Regions from separate parts of the Oryzias latipes genome. Here region 1 is linked to region 2. The links are chromatin contacts, called in public Hi-C maps. All regions are on one chromosome and are shown on one strand. Each heading gives the region's core, a stretch centred on a gene start, on an enhancer-like site or on the middle of the called end of the contact. The rest is flanking DNA. Distances are from core to core; before and after follow the strand shown. Region 1 has its middle 42 kb from the start of LOC101168779. Region 2 has its middle 11 kb from the start of srgap2.

Region 1 (4,014 bases), core at 1,345-3,844, 290 kb after region 2:
TGTTGCAAAAAATAGTTGTGTACACAATAAGTCACACCGTCCACATCGTAATGCAACGAAGAAATAAAGCCTCCCTGACGTTACTGGCGTTTTCAAGATGACACCATCGTTTTCAATACATGCGGCCTTGAACAGCAACATTAAACGATATTTATAAGATTGTCTATGTTACTTTGTTCTCTTCGGGATGGACAACAAGCATTAAAATGACTGCAGCCACTCAGAAACCTACTGTGACAAAATGAAAAGCCTTCGTTAGACGCTTTCACCATATAGGTTCAAAAAAAAATCCCTTTTCTGAGGGTAAAGTAGTCGACTGCCTCATGCAAATTATGCTGATATAAATGGCATGCCAGCCTCCAATCACTGACCAATTAATGACCTTGGGGTGCATCTTGTGACACATCAACAGCACTAATTTAGACTTGACAGGTCCCCTGGTGCGTGCCGGAAAAGTTCATGTTCAGTGTGTTTGTGTGTGTCGGTACCCTCCAGCACCAGTTGAGCTCATTACCATGGAAACCCAGTTTGCAGCTGTGAAGGTTTATGTCACTAAAATGAGCGTCCTCCTAACAACTCACAGTTTTGTGTGTTTTTTAATTAAATTTTTAATTTCAGAACACCTCTCCTTTGATAATTACACATCTGTAATCTTTTTGACCTCCGTCACCCGCTTTTTCGGTGAGCCGGATCTCTGCCACTAACTGTACTTTATCAACTGCATCAGCTTTTGTACGTCCAATCAATCACTTTAGTCAGTGTATCTCTATGCCTGTCTCTGTTGAGTGTGTGCGTTTGTGTGTCTCATTCACTCTCTAACTGCCTTATCACTCTCCTGCACCAGCAGCTCTCATTAGAACATTAATTGAAAAAGTGTAATTAATCCTGAAAGGTGGCGAGAGTGGACTCCGGCCAGGGAGAGGGAGAGGAAGACAGAGGTGGACAGACGGATGGGTGTTTAGTATGACCCAACACTGCCCCCTGTTGTTCCTTCACAGACATTCTCTTCAGTTCTGCGGGGTGGATACAGTGTTCTGTGTTTCATCTAAAGGGGCGTTTTTTACTTAAAACATTATGCTTTTAGAATTTAAAATGTTTAATTTACATAAAAAAAATTTTCTTATGGAGAACATTTAGTTTGATTCCTTTATGTTTTCTGTCTCAGTTTTATAAGAAATAATTCACTATAAATCAAAAACGTAATCATGCAATTAGAGTTTTTTAATCTAAAAATCTATTTATTCAATTAAGTCAGCAGTTTTTAATTATTTTTTTTGTTCAATTTACAATTTAACATCATTGCGCCATAAACTAATTTCAAAGTTGAAAATTTCTAAGTTTGCAATATTTGATCACAAACATATTTAAAAAGCACAAACATGTCTAATCTGTGATCTGTCGGTTTATGAAAATGAGTAATTTTTTGGCGTTTATGGTCACCTCTAAACCTGCACAGGGAGTAGAGAACCCACAGCAATGCAAAAACCAAGAAACTGAATAAATCTTCAAAAAAATGGGAAAACGGGTTGTGTTCTATTTTACCCGAACCCCCGGTGGTGAGGAGGATGAGGAGCCAGAGGTGAGGAGGAAGGAACAGCAGAAGGCCTGCTCCATTATTCTAATCCTTGGTTGTGTCTGGGTGACCTTTGGAGGGATGATTGTTTCTCATTTAGGACTGTGAGCTGTGATCTTCCCACCCGTTTGATCCCACTCACCTGACCTTTGTAAATTGGCTGTTAAGCATATCACAACTCGACCCCCGTGCCTCACACATGGCCTGTTAATGCACACAACCAGAGCTCCGGCACCCTGATAACTATTTAGACACTCACAGATATGCAGGCAGTACACATCCACACATCTCCTGCATGCAGCTGTTGATTGATTACTATTATTAGACATTATTTTGGGGGACGTCGATGTTTGTTTTTCGTTGTAAAACTAGTCTTAGCTCTCAGTGCGTTTACAGTGTGGCTAAGGTTCTAATTTAAATTACATATTTAACACAATGATTTATATGCGTCATAAAATTAAGGCAAAGATTTTTTTTGAAGAAAAGGGGAAAAAAACATTAAAATTGTCCATTCTGCCTATCACCTTTTCTTGGCTTGGTTAATGAGTAGCTGAGCTGAATGGCAGTGAGGTGATTTTTCCATCAGGCTGATGAAAGGAGAATTAAAGTCCACAGCTTGGGGTCTGCAGCACCATTACAGAAGGAAGAGGGTCTGAATTCATTTGGCCGGGCCACGATTCTAATTAACAACTCAATTCCACACAGAGAGGGAGACGGAACGAAGCAGCGGAGGGAGGGAAAGCCAGCTCCTGTATTGTGTGGAAGCATCTCCTGTATTTCAGGGAAATGTCAGAGAAACAGGTTCAGCTTTAATTTACATTTTCACCACCACCAGCTGTTTTACTTCTTTTCACAAGCTCCATTCCGGCCGTATCGGTTTGCCTCTGATTTTTCTAAATATTCACAAATGCCCTGTATTTACAGAAGCTCCTACCTTCTCCTGGTCGTCCGCCTCTGCAGGAACTTATCCCACATTGTGTTGTCCGCTCCACAGACTGCTGTGCTTCCTGGGGTTTCCTAAAGCTGTGGGTTTATGGGGGACATTTCCCTGGATTAAAAGGATGATTTCATTAGCCTCCATGGGTGTCAGGTTTCATTCTGGGGATTAAATCCTGCAGATTAGAAGCCATGGCTATTCTACAGCATCTCATTAATATTTAATAGCACCAGAAATGTAATTTAACAATCCTGTCTTTGTGATTACTAAGCAAATATATGCCTTGCTCTTTAAGAGCATAAATTGGGCTTTGAACACAGTTTCTGCTCAGGATTGGGCCTCATTTCCAAGTAGGTTTGTAGTCTTCCTCACTTCCTTCAAAACTCAGGAAGGTCAAACCACATCTGGCAACTTTTTCCCGCCATAAGAATTTTTTTTTAGATTTTCACCTTTTAAATGGCCTAAAAAAATTTGAAACCATTACTGACGGTTAGTCAGTGCACCCAACTTTCAGTCCCTCCTGGGGGATTTTAAGATCTGGCTCCAGCTGCAACAGCAAGTATGCTTTCTTCTCCTTTTCACTCCTCGCAGACATGAGAGTGGAGCCCCATCAGCTTGGACGGACTCAGGCCGGTCCCTGCAGAGCGTCTGCACGCCTCCTTCCAGTCAGAACGCCGCTCAGCAGCCTCCCCGAAGTATGAAGTATGGACAGAGGAGAACAAGGTGGGCACAAGGGGAGCCGACCGACTTAATGAGCCAATTTCTCAGATAATAAGATTGGTGGATATGCTAATATTTCTACCTTAAGGAGATAATTATGATGTAAAAGATAGAATATTTTATCTTAAAGCGACAGTGTGTGGGTCCCACAACTATCTGCAGTCTTTCCCTCTCTCTCATGGACAGCATGGGGGTGTGGGAGGGGTGGGGGCAGCTTGAGAATAGTTTTCTGTGTTTGAGCTTTGGGACAGTAGAAAAACAATGCCAAAGAAGGCCTTGATGCGTGCGGTTGTGTCGCATGTTTTTGGGCTGAGCCTTTGATCATGCCGAGCATTTGACACAAGGAGGAGAGGCAGGGGATTTTCTGCCTTCATAAATATTTATCTCATTACCGGGGGGCGAAAAATCACAGAAGAAAGCATAAAGAGATATCAATTGATCTTCATTGTTAATTGACCCAAAAGTATACTCCTAAATGTGAACAACAAAAACATTGTTCGTCCTTACACTCTCTGTGTACCCCAACAACATGCCCCTCACAAACCCTCACCACATTTCTGTTATGACTTTTTTTTTCCTAATTATTCTCAAACTCCCTATTGCTGCTAATTTTGTTTTTGTGTTGAACTTCCCTATCAACACAATTCCCCAAATAAATCTGCCCTGCCACCTGATGTGGAGAACTTGATAAAATGAGTTCCTGAAAGGCAGGATAATGGCTGCAGTTCATGGCGTGACCCAAATAGCCATAGGGGAATGGTTTAATACATGGGGAGGGGGGGGG
Region 2 (4,054 bases), core at 1,240-3,739:
ATGTATTCAACAATCCGAACTTGTAAGTACATGCTTTAGTTTCTGAATAGGTTCAAGGACAATGGGATTTTTGAGCTTTAAATTTGGGCGAATTTATTTTTTCTATGCATAAAAATACATCAAAAACATATTTAACTGTAGGCGTGGGATGTTAACGATCCGTCCTGCTCTCCTTTCTTTTTGCTGTGCACAAGTCACATTTCGTTTGTGCTCTGGAGTTTATTTTTCTTGTGTTGTAGGTTTTATAACTTTAACTAATATGGCATTCGATGAAAAGCACAGAAAGTGGATGGATCGCTGTAAGAAAATCAGACTAACAGAAGATGAATAATAACAGTTGGAAAGAATTCTGAGATTAAATTCAAAATAAACTGAAAAAAAGGGGTTCAAGTCAGAAATGAACGAAGAAGAAAAACAAGAATGAAGTCTGAATTCTTCTTACGACTCTGTGAATTATGGATTTATTCCTTAGAGGTTTCATTTTTCTCTCAAAAATGTATATCTGTTCCCTGAATTCTTAGCAAAAAATCTGACATTCCTTTACTTTTACATGCACAGAATTGCAGAATTAGTCAAAGGTAAATAAAATGAAGGAATTTGAGCAAGTCAGAAATCTGAGCCAAAAAATGTGAATTTTGAGAGTAACTCTGAAGTCTAAGAAACATTTCTGAATTCTTGTTTTTAAAATCTGAGGTCTGACTTTTGCGTTGGATTCTTTCCATCAGTATCCTGAATTTAGAATCAGAATTAAACAAGTGCATTTTGTCTCTGAGGAAATTTTTTGTTAAATTCAGGTCAACAGCAATATTTCTATAATTCTTTTTCTTGTACCTTTTATCTGCTTTACAAGTCAGCCAAGTTTGCCATGAATATGCTTGTTTATACAGTCACACAACCTCAATTTATTTACAATTTTGGAAGCAATAAAATCTCCCCAAGGCATTAAATTAAGATTATAAATTGACGTTTCTAATATTTAATCCAGATTACTTTCTTTTGCGCACAGACACTCACAAACCTTTAAACCTTTCTCTTTACCTTTATAGTCATTATGACTGTGACCTGTCTAAATGCAGCTACTTGAAAATCACAGTTTAGTCCTCTAAGAGTTGAAAGTGTTCTCTTGGTCCACTGAGTTTGTGCTTGTGTGTGTGTGTGTGTGTGTGTGTGTGTGTGTGTGTGTGTGTGTGTGTGTGTTTGTGTGTCGGGAGGGTATAGAGTATTGGAAAAACCTTTAATCCGAGTGCTGTCAGGTCCAAACCCAGCTTGACGTCCCATTGATGTGGAACAGGACAAAACACTGGGCCCCTTTCTAAGCTCCCACTGGCTCACAGACTCACACAGATGCACACAGACGCACACACCCACACAAACACACAATAACACGCGCCTTCGCCCCCTCACTAAAGATCCTGGCTTGGGCCCCCGCCCCATAACCAGGAAGGGCATTCCTCAGCCTGGGCAAATGTGTCCACAAACACAAACCGCCGTCCTGCTACACACACTCGTGCTTGCATAGGTGAAAGAACGCAGTTGCAGACGTTGCAGTTCGCAGGTGTCAGCAGCTTGAGGAGTCCCCCTTATGGGACAGGTGTCCTGAATGTCTTTTCGTAGGCATCCATTAAGTCCGGAGTGTCTTAGTCATCGGGTTATTCGACAACAAACACTTTACTACGGGCCTACAGACATGAAAATTGAGGCAGTTTTATGACTGAGCAGATATGAGAGCAGACATATAATTGTCTAAAAATGGGATTAAGAGATGACTTCTTCAGACTTCCCCTTCAAAACAGCCCCTCACCCACTTGAATAGGGTAAAGAAAAACCTACGGATGGTTGAATCTGCAAAAGACACTAATGTGTATTTGTTGTGTTGTTTTCAGTGTAGCCGGGAGGGGGAGTTGTTTGCAGCAGGCAATCATGAGCCTTATATGTGATTCTTCAACTTTGACCCAGTGCCAGCTTAAAAGTTCAAGCAATTTGGGTCATCAGTTCACTTTCAGTCTGCAGCTGTGGTGGTCCTGAGAGACTGTTTCTTATTCAACTATAATAAAGAATCCTGCTATCATATTAAGCTGAAAACGCTCCCATCTGTTACACAACCCCAAAAACACTTTCGATCATTTTATTTCCACCTTGAGGCCTTCCCAAGAAAAAAAAGTTCATCTGTGGTTCCTGCAGTTAAATGAACAGAAGATCTTTTTGCTGTTTCTCCTCTGACAGCCTCTTTTTTGCTCCAGATCTGCAGACTTCATTTTGGAATGTCAAAACTAATACTCGGACTGGGCTGCAATCCACAGAGACTTCAGCAGGCCCAACCAAAATGTTTTTATTGACGGGTGAAAGCAGTCAGCTCGGCAGCACCGATTGGCTGTAATTGGTCGGCAAGTCAGCAGCGTGTTTGAAATACCCTGTGTAAAGAAGCAGCCTTTAAAAGCATGCACACACACACACACACACACGCCCACCCCCGTTTTCCCCCTTCGACCGTCTTAAGAGAAGCCAGATGGGCCACAGGGAAGCAATCACCTCTCTATTTGTCTTTGTGCTGATCAGGTTAGGGAAGTGTTCCCAGGGCTGGCCAGGAGTCAACACATTGCTGCCTGCTGTCTTCGCTGCTCTCTGCACTGCCCTGCACGACTCAAGCCAACTGTTTCAGCAGCAGCAGCAGCAGCAGCAGCAGCAGCAGCAGCACAATGCTCAGTCACCAGGGAAGGAGCAACACAATAATTATTTTTGTCAGTTACTGGATATGAGGATGGTTTCAGCTGGACACCAGATTCCCACTTAGTGCAGGAAAAAAAAATAAAGAGCTAAGGAGCTGCTGGTCAACGTGTAAATATGAAGGTCAGCAAGAGAGCTGGTAGCTAACATCTTTCATCTGCTGATGTGGACCCCAACAGTTAGCGCAGGGTCAGTGGATGGGAGGTGTTTAGGCAGCAGCATGTGTGGAGAACATTCCATCCATTGAATACACAGATGGTTTGATTTAGAGCAATGAAACGAGCACCAGACACAGAGCAGTGACAGTAAACCAGTGATGCTCGCGCGCACACACACACCTACACACACACACACTCTCACACACACACGCACGTATGTGGAGTTGCCCCGGCTAATAGAGTGATGGAATCCAGAAGGAATTTTAGCTAAGGACTCGGGGAGTGAGCTGTCGAGAAGCCCCTCAATCGTACTCAAGATGGTGTCTTTTTCATGTTGAAATGAATCTGCGGCTCCATCACTGAAAGGGTGAAGGTGCTTTTAACCGAGACATTTACATCTTTGGGAAAACTTTAGGGCACCGCTAGGGGTGTTGCATCTGCACAGGCCTTGCAGGGAAACTCCCAGGCAGAGAAACTTGATCCCACCTCTTGATTGGATGCCCCCCCAGTGAACCCTGACCCAAGACTTTGTCTGGGGCTCATGACCTTGAGTGAAGTCCAAGCAGAATGTTATATCTCCTCCTCTCTGCTTTTTCCTCTCAGCCCATTCAGATCCAGTAACAGAGGGTTGGTGGGGAGGAGATGGAGAGCAGAAATGTCACAGAGACATTAAACAGAGTGCGTCTGTGTGTGCTCTCAAAGTCCAACCTGTCTGATTTCCCTCTTCTCCATCCCTCCCCCTCTTCCTCCCCCTCCGTCTCTCTTCCATAAACGTGTCTCCAAGGAGCAATATATTCATCCTCTTCTCTCCAAATCTCCAAATCTCTTTGTCTTTGTTGCTCTATCAACACTCCTGTCATTTTTCTGCTGATCCATCCGGCCTTCCTTTGCCCTTTTTTGGTTTATTATAGCCAGTGTCAGGCCCGGGGCAGCCAGCAATCTAAAATAGAACACTCCTGTTTTGGTTTAGGAACTGTGACTTTTTTAAGAATCAAAAAGGATGTGTTGTATCATTTGTCCATCATTTGTGTGGTTGTAAATCCAACAATAATCAAAAATGTAATAACCTTAAATAAGTGAACATTATGCTCATCATCAGAGAAAGACTTTGGCGATGTCTGAATTCCCTCACTAATCCCTAACCCCTAAAAGATTAGATGGTCTGTCACTGG

Evidence for each region. Hi-C and Micro-C count contacts between places; a contact is called where the count stands out from the background.
Region 1: a contact with region 2 is called in a Hi-C map of embryo, with 3 times the contacts expected there. The contact joins two enhancer-like sites. A contact is called at or near these places in 4 of 5 Hi-C or Micro-C datasets (embryo and fibroblasts).

The regions. Positions count from the first base shown.
Region 1 is chr5:28,428,522-28,432,535 of ASM223467v1, forward strand. No RefSeq gene overlaps it. Among protein-coding and RNA genes, the nearest start is that of LOC101168779, 42 kb to the left of the region's middle. Within about 2 kb of position 2,595, at least 2 of the 8 cell types and tissues checked have an H3K27ac peak or open chromatin away from gene starts, as enhancers often do. A contact at or near this core is called in embryo, where this site is marked.
Region 2 is chr5:28,139,837-28,143,890 of ASM223467v1, forward strand. No RefSeq gene overlaps it. Among protein-coding and RNA genes, the nearest start is that of srgap2, 11 kb to the left of the region's middle. Within about 2 kb of position 2,490, at least 4 of the 8 cell types and tissues checked have an H3K27ac peak or open chromatin away from gene starts, as enhancers often do. A contact at or near this core is called in embryo, where this site is marked.